Regions from separate parts of the Zea mays genome. Here region 1 is linked to region 2. A link is a contact called in public Hi-C data. All regions are on one chromosome and are shown on one strand. Each heading gives the region's core, a stretch centred on a gene start, on an enhancer-like site or on the middle of the called end of the contact. The rest is flanking DNA. Distances are from core to core; before and after follow the strand shown. Region 1 holds the start of LOC100276004. Region 2 has its middle 12 kb from the start of LOC100383357.

Region 1 (4,137 bases), core at 887-3,386, 100 kb after region 2:
GTAGAATGGCGCATGGAAATCCTAAACAGAAGCTCCAGAAGTCCAGACCAAAACTAAATATTCTTCTTTGTCAGTCTAGCATTTAAATATAAATGCAAAATTATTGTAGTAAATAACAACAAACAAAAACAGGTACAAAGATGATGTTTCTTGCAAGCTCACCAGAGCTGAAAAGCTCAAAAAGAAAGGTTCTATCCAAAAGTTAATTAGCAGACATATGGATTTGAGTATCCTAGAGAAACTATGCTTCTTGGCTCGCCTTTGACTGCATTTCCTCCCCTTCCAACTCCTTAACTGCAGTTATGAGGCTGCGACTTATACCCCTTAGGCATAAACCACTATCCTCCATTTCCTCCAGGAGTTTCTCAGCTCTTCTCCAGTCCATAGCCTTGAGACACAATGACTGAATCAGTTTGTCATACTCATCCACATTTGGCTGCAACCCATCTTTCTTCATCTCCTTTAGGCACTCATTGGCCTTCTCGAAGTCCTCCATCTTGCAGTATCCACGGATAAGTATGTGATAAGCAACCCTGTTTAGCTTCGGATGAATTTTCTTAGCTTCACGAAGTAGATCATGGGCTTCATCAATCATGCCTCCTTTCGCGTAGCCACTCATGAGCACACTGTAAGTATAGATATCAGGGCTGATCCCTTGGCTCTCCATCATTCTCATCAAACCTTTTGCATCCTCCATTTCTCCCTGTTTTGACAATGCTGTGATGACAAAATTAAACACTGCATTACCAGGAGCTGGCCCAACATTTACCATCCTCATCAACAATGCTTTTGCATCCTCCAATTTCTTTTTCCTACACAAACCATGTATAACTGTGGCAAATGTCTTGCCTGCATTCTTAAGAGATTCCCCTTTGTACTCTTCAAGCTGCACCATCCTCATCAACAAATTATTTGCATCCTCCATTTTGTTTAGCCTACACAAAGCATGTACAACTGTGGCAAAGGACTTGCCTGCATGCTTAAGCGACTCCCCTTGGTACTCTTCCAGCAGCTCCAGAGCAGTACCAATGGTCTCATCATTCCTTGCCAAAGCACCAACAAGGAAATCCAAGGCTAGTTTTGGGACTGGAATCTTTTTTTCCTTCACTGCAAGATATAATGAGTGTGCCATCTTCACCTTCTTCCCCTCACAAAGGTAAATCAAAATCCTGCCAACCTTCTCACCATTAGGGAAGCAGGCAGAGCCAATCATCTTCTCACAGACTTCACAAGCAGAGCGGAACAAGGACTTCTTTCGTGCTGCTTCAATCACAAGATAATAGCTGTCACTGTCCGGAGTGCAACCAAACTCATCGAACTTGGAGAACACCTCCAACGCTGCTTTCGACTTCTCAACCTTCCAAAATATGGCAATCATTTCATTCAACAACGGTGTACTCACTGATCCTGACACAGAGCCTATTTCCTTAATCGAATCCCAAAGCAAGTAAGCGTCTGCCTTGTCTATCTCAGCAGAATCAGCTAGCTTGCTCACGAGAACCTCAAGATTCGAGAGGCTCTTGGAAGCGGGGTTATTCTTCGCGGCATAGTTGAACAGGGAAATCAGCTTCTTACAGGAGCATTGTTCAGCAGCAAGGAGGACTGCGGCTAGGAGTGGCTCGTTGAAGTCCACGGTCATGTCAGCGAGGGTGGACGCGATCTCGTCCTCGGGGGTGGACTCCACGGCGGCGCAGACGCGGGCGACCTCCTCATCGTCGGCTACGGCGTCGGCGCTGCCAGGGGAGGCAAAGATGTCGTCGGCGTGGCCAGCTTCCTCCCACATCGAGCTCAGGTTGTCCTCTCCGGCCTCAGCGGCATCTTGAGAAGCCTTGGTCGGGGAGGAGAAGGCTTCAGGGAAGGGATCCGCGGCGGCGGCGGAGGAGGAATCGGGGATGGGATCCGGGGAGGAGGACAGGAAGCGGGGAGGTGGGACTCGGGTTAGGGTTCGAGTGGGATATGGTTGTGGAGGTGGTGGCGGTGGCCGGGTAATGGTCGAGCGGAGTAGGAGCAGCGCACGAGCTCGCGAACGCCACATCATCGCCGTCGTCCTCGGCGGCGGCGAGATGTGTTCTAATTGTTGCGTGCCTCGTGGTGGAGACGTGGAGGAGGGAGGTTTCTTTCATTCTAGGGTTTAAGGCCTTCTGGGCTGGGCCTAACTATTTCTATTCTATTGGGCCACTATATAACCTTTTATTGGCCGAAATATTTTTTCTTGCTAGTAATTTTTGAAGGATATCAGAATACGAGAACAAGTATTTTTCAGTTTGGACGTTCAGCAAGCATAAGAGCAACTCAAAAAAAAAAAGCCTTAAACCTACCCCAAAATCGATATCTCTACTAACTATTAAGAGAGGAGTGTAGACTGCCCCCCTCCCTACCCTGCCCGCCCGCCCGCCCGCGAACGCCAGGATTTTCGCATCGCGCCTCCACCTCCCAGGATTGTCGCGCCTTCGCCATTTTCACCGCCGCGCCCTCGACACCACCTCCCAAGGATCCTCACGGTGCAGCCTCCGCCCGGCGCTACCCAGTCCCGCTTGCGATCCCCAACGCTCTCCCCCCACGGGCAGGTCGTTGAGGCGCGGGTTGTTGGCGAGCAAGATCTCGAGCAGGTCGGCGAGGCCGTCGAAGAAGTCGGGCGGGATGGCGTCGAAGTCGTTGTCGTTGAGGAAGGCGCGCTGGAGGGACGCCATGCCCCGAAAGGACGGGAGCGCGCTAGAGAGGCTGATCCCCTAGAGGCTGAGGTCGCGCAACGCCGCGAGCGAGGGGAGCGACGGTGGGAGCGTCCCCGCCGGGCCGGCGTTCTTGAGGTCGAGGTTGTCGACGCGGCCGGTGCGGTTGCAGGAGACGTGCAGGCACGCGCACGCGTCCCCGTCGTCGGGCCTTTACCATTCTCTTGCCTTTTTGCAAGATTCTTGGTGATTAATCTCTTGCTTTGTTTCCTTACCGCAGAAATATTAGGAGCACCTAAAGGATCAACTACGATAAATATTTTCAGTGAGTGTACCAAGGCCGAATCATTTCTTCCATTTGGTTCTGGAAGTCGAGCATGTATTGGGCAGAAGTTTGTTGTTCTTGCAATATCGATGTTGATTGCCAGTTTGCTCCGCATCTACGAGGTTAGATGCACTGGTAGCTTCTCGTTGTGACACCCACACCTCGTAATTTCTTCTACACATTGCCCTTCTACAGATTGACACACACCTCATCATGAGTGAGTGTGCCAAGGCCGGATCATTTCTTCTACAGATTGCCCTTTTTAGTATGATATGTGTTTTAACTTTTTAAACTTCTGATGTTATTTGGAACTCTGTCTCTCAGGTACAGCCTCATCCAAGTTTGTCTAAAGAAATGGACACAACAGTTGACAACAGCCACCTTCATCTCCCAAACCCTAAGATCATCCTCACCAAAAGAAGGATCTGAAGGGAGAGTTTGGCAAACGAAAATATGGCACGTTTGCTTTCACTGTATTGTTTTTCACTGGTGTTACACCAGTATATGATCTTTAGTTTCCTACCATCGTTTGGACCATGTTGAAGTTTGGAAAGGCGACCTTGGCGATGCGGAAGTGCCTTTTTTCCTCCAGATTTTTGACAGACCCTGTGTGCTTCGTTGGATCTAAGTTTTTGTCAGGTTTTTGGAGCACCCGCAGGGCTGTTAGATCACAAGAGACGTATGCTGATGTGTATAAACAGACTCGTTTTTTCAGTTGGGGTTTTTCTCCTCTCTGTGGAGAATGTAATGTCCAACGCATGATGTTTATCGTGTTGAGATGTTTTTTGATAGTTTTTTTACGTATGTTGTTGATATTGATTTTATTGGATGTGAATTCATTCATCCTTTCATAGTATATTTGAATTCATGATAGTATCTACATATGTACACTGCTTAAAGATAATATCTATGTATCTATATCTATTACAATTTTATATAATTACTTTTTGATAGTTTTTAATTTGTATGACAAAGCAGAGACACATACATTGCTTAAAGATATGCGTCTGAGAACATCATTGCATCATGCCACTGGGCATACAAGGGTGTTAAGGAAGACTCAACCCTAGAAGGTACTACTAATACTAGCACATTACTTTTTTAATTGAGGTAATGCCTACATTCTTGTTCTGTAGTATGCAC
Region 2 (3,901 bases), core at 275-2,774:
GACAACTGTAAATCTCGCTCGCCCTGGTAGTCTACCCCTTGCACAGTTCACGATCTGTTAATGGAAAATATACTGTGTAGGAAACCCCTTACAGTGATTTACATCAAAAAAGAAGAAGAAAAAGAAAGTAAGTCGATGGCACATAAAGGGTGAGTCGTCGTGAGTGGGTCAATGAAGGTGAGGGCCGGGCACCAGCTCCGAAGCAGCCAACGCAAAGCTTAAGGACTTGTTCGAGTCGGATTACACCCAGAATCGTTCCAGCTAATCAAAGTTTATATAAATTAGAGAACTAAACCGGTTAGGAATCGTTCCGATCCACCAATCCGGCACAAACGAACAAGGCCTAAACTAGCTAGGCGAAGCGAAACTAGCCTGTCTGGTGGCGGTGACCACTCTGACGGTCCACGCAACGCACGGAATGTAGCCGAAACCAAAAGTGCCTCTGCCGCTTTGCGAACGCTGGCAAATCGCTAGGCATCATGAAAAAAGAAAAAAAAAGCGAGCTGATCTATCCATCCATGGTCGCGCGCGCGCGCCATCGCAACATTCCCAGTCCCCCCCAGCGCGATTCCAAGCTGACATGCTGCCATTTGCCCTTTCTGCCATGCTGCTCGTCGCTCCGTCGTGGGTGCTGCGGATGCCCTGAAAAGTGAAAACGACTCAGAAACAGCAGTTAGGCAGTGCACGCTGATGTAGTCGGGGAAACTGCGGGCTGGAGGAGAGAGAGGAGGAGCTGGAGGAGATGGCCTGGTGGGTGTCGGTTCGGCCGTCGACGTCACGGGGCACGGCCATCCACTACGGCGAAAAGCAGAGTCCTTTGTGGAGGTTGGGTAGGGGACGGAGGGGGGGCCCGGCCGGAACTGACCTGCAGACAGCAGAGGCGCAGAGCCAATGCAAAGGCCGGGTCTGCCGTGCCGTCTGCATGCAAAGGCTGGCACGGAGATGTATGATCACTAGTAGATTCTGCTGTCACAGCGTGCGCAGCGGGCATGTGTACGTACGTACTACGTACTCCATTAATTCGCCGTCGTACATCATTATTTGCCGCCTCATTGATATGATGAGTACGGTGCTGAATAACGAATGGTTTCATGAGTGGCTTCTCCTGCTCCTGCTCCTACGTGACAGTTCCGCCGCCGCCGCTGAAGAGTCGGACTGGCTGCTCGTCGTACCCTGCTGGACATCTCTCTCGCTGGCTGTGGACTGTGGTTGGTTGGAGCTTCCTCGGCGTGTCAGCGAGGGACGTTGTAGTTGACGATACACGCAAGGCGATCGAGGTGTGGGGTCAAATACTACCTACCACACTCTACGAGTACAGTACTGTTAGGATTTATGGGCTTGGCCCAATTAAGTTATTCAAATAAATCCCAGGAAAATCTCAAAAGCCCATATAAGTGGATGGCAAAGGGATAGGTGGAACCAATAGCACCATATTGCACTCGTAGTGGAAGGCCGGAACTGACCTGCAGACAGCAGAGCCAATGCAAAGGCCGGGTCTGCCGTGCCGTCTGCATGCAAAGGCTGGCACGGAGATGTATCACTAGTAGATTCTGCTGTCACAGCGTGCGCAGTGGCCATGTACGTACGTACTACTGACTACTCCATTAATTCGCCATCGTACATCATTATTTGCCGCCTCATTGACGAGTACGGTGCTGAATAACGAATGGTTCATGAGTGGCTTCTCTTGCTCCTGCTCCTGCTCCTGCTCCTACGTGACAGTTCCGCCGCCGCCGGCGCCGGACTGGCTGCTCGTCGTACCCTGCTGGACATCTCTCTCGCTGGCTGTGGACTGGACTGTGGTTGGTTGGAGCTTCCTCAGCGTGTCAGCGAGACGTTGTAGTTGACGATACACGCAAGGCGATCGAGGTGTGGGGTCAAATACTACCTAACACTCTACCAGTCCAGTACAGTACAGTACTTCCCGCGCCCCTCGATCGCGTTGCTTTCCTCTCGTCCTGGTTGACCAAGGCACAGTGCAGTGAATAGGTAATAATAATGGTACGTGGTTATCACTGTTAGAATTTCTGGTGTTTAGGATCATTTCCTAAGTCCCTAGAATACTAATCCGTGTCTAAAATATCTCGATGATGAGTAGATCTATTCTACTGAGGGGTACATATATATACATACCGTCGTTGTTGTTCCTAGCCATTATTGCGGCGGCGTCTTGCAGCGAAGACCCGCCTCCTCCTTCTTGTTGATCTCACTGCTGGTGTCGAGGAGATTGGTTCCCGTCATTGATCGGCGGTGGATCAGCTCCTCCAATGTTGCCTATAGGGGGAATCTCAGATCCCGATGGGATAACGAGGATCTGAGACATAGTCACAGTGATTCCAGTCACTCTGAGCGCCTAGGAGATCGGTTCCTCTCAAAGTGTCGATTAGGGTTTGTGGTCGAGTGATTAGCGTTGGCTAAACCCGTCAGCCCCCTTAATCTATTTATATGGTGTCATGTGACCGGGGGCTGCAACCAACGGTTAGGATTAATCCTACCCCAGTTACTGTTAACCGGCTAGTGTAGAGGACACGTACTAACAATCACTACTCGCTTGGAGCAAAGCAGGAAACCGCCGTGCTAATTAAACGCGAGCACACGGCTGTGGTGATCACACTCGAGTCAGCTCTCGAGATCGTCGGCAACCTCGAGGCGCGATGGTGATCACGCTTCAAATCAAACGCCAAACGTGCTTGGAAACATAGTATATTATAAATTCATGGTACGTGTGTAGTACTGTTGAGGACACTGATTTGCATATGTACACCGTACTCTCTCCGGCTCCACGCGTGCCACGCACGTACGTATGGAGCCGCGCCCTTGGGAGTTGAGACCACGTGCGTGCGTACGGCACGGCACCCCGCATCCGTCGTTCCTGCAAACAGGAGGGGGGGGGGGGGGGGTGTGTCAGCGCGTGGACGTTGTGCATTGGCCACTGGGCTGCTTTGTCTGTCCGTTGTCCAAATCCCGATGAGACAAAAAAAAGTTCAGCTTCAGCATGCCATGCACGCAACAGGTAGACCCGCGGTACAAGTCAGAATTCAGGAAAGGAGGAATGATCCCAGCCCAGCCCTGCACTGCACTGCACTACAGTACAGTGCACTTCCGCTGTGAGCCCGCCACGCCAACGGAATCTTCCTTGTTGGATGCCGCACTTCCATATCCTACAGGGCTACTGCAGGTCTGCTGCAGCAGACAGACGCTTTGAGAAGACGGAGACCGAGATGGATTGGTAGTTAAAAAATAGCTCACAGAAATCCATGCAGGGCCGCGCCTTGGAGTCTAGGTCAGGCAAAGGAGTTCCCGTTGTCAGAGGCGCAGAGCACTGCAAGTTAATAAGTGAAACCCCCCCTGGCGCGGCGGTCACCGACCACGGCGTGTCTCTACTAGCTCACCGCGCGCGCCTGTGCGCCTGTGTCTCTACGGCTCAGGAGAGAGCACGGTGCCCGCGTGCCAACATCCGTCCACGTACGTTTACCCCGATCCGGTTTGCGAGTGGTCGTCGTAAGTCTGATGACACATACCCCCACCCCCCCCCCCCCCCCCCCCCCCCACGGACTGTTACACCAGTTTACCAATATCAAGGCGGTGGGCGCGATTAGTTAATCCGCTGCCGACCGATGGATGGATCTGCATGCATGCATGTTAATGACGTCAAGACTAAGGCCCGGACAAAACCCGTAGTAGACGCTGCCTAGTACCAGTTAACTATCCCCGTCAGGTCAGTGATCGCGCGCTGCTATGCAGCAGTACAGTCATCCGGCCTGGAATGGATCAACGCGTTAAAACTGGCTGTGGATGTGTGAGCCCACAGGGGCAGAGCCACGCGTGCTGCAGGGGAGATGCATGGAACGTTCGCCGAACGTCCTTGCTGCCTCTGCTCCAGGCATGACCACGAGGCATC

Evidence for each region. A called contact is a pair of places that touch in the nucleus more often than the background predicts.
Region 1: a contact with region 2 is called in a Hi-C map of tassel, with 2.6 times the contacts expected there. The contact joins the promoter of LOC100276004 here to the enhancer-like site in region 2. A contact is called at or near these places in 3 of 25 Hi-C or Micro-C datasets (ear, leaf and tassel).

The regions. Positions count from the first base shown.
Region 1 is chr3:172,167,940-172,172,076 of Zm-B73-REFERENCE-NAM-5.0, forward strand. It overlaps LOC100276004, which reads right to left and starts at 2,137. Exons shown (of 1, transcript NM_001149900.2): 1 at 63-2,137. The coding sequence starts at 2,038. The coding sequence ends at 242.
Region 2 is chr3:172,068,432-172,072,332 of Zm-B73-REFERENCE-NAM-5.0, forward strand. No RefSeq gene overlaps it. Among protein-coding and RNA genes, the nearest start is that of LOC100383357, 12 kb to the left of the region's middle. Within about 2 kb of position 1,525, at least 15 of the 20 cell types and tissues checked have an H3K27ac peak or open chromatin away from gene starts, as enhancers often do. A contact at or near this core is called in ear, leaf and tassel, where this site is marked.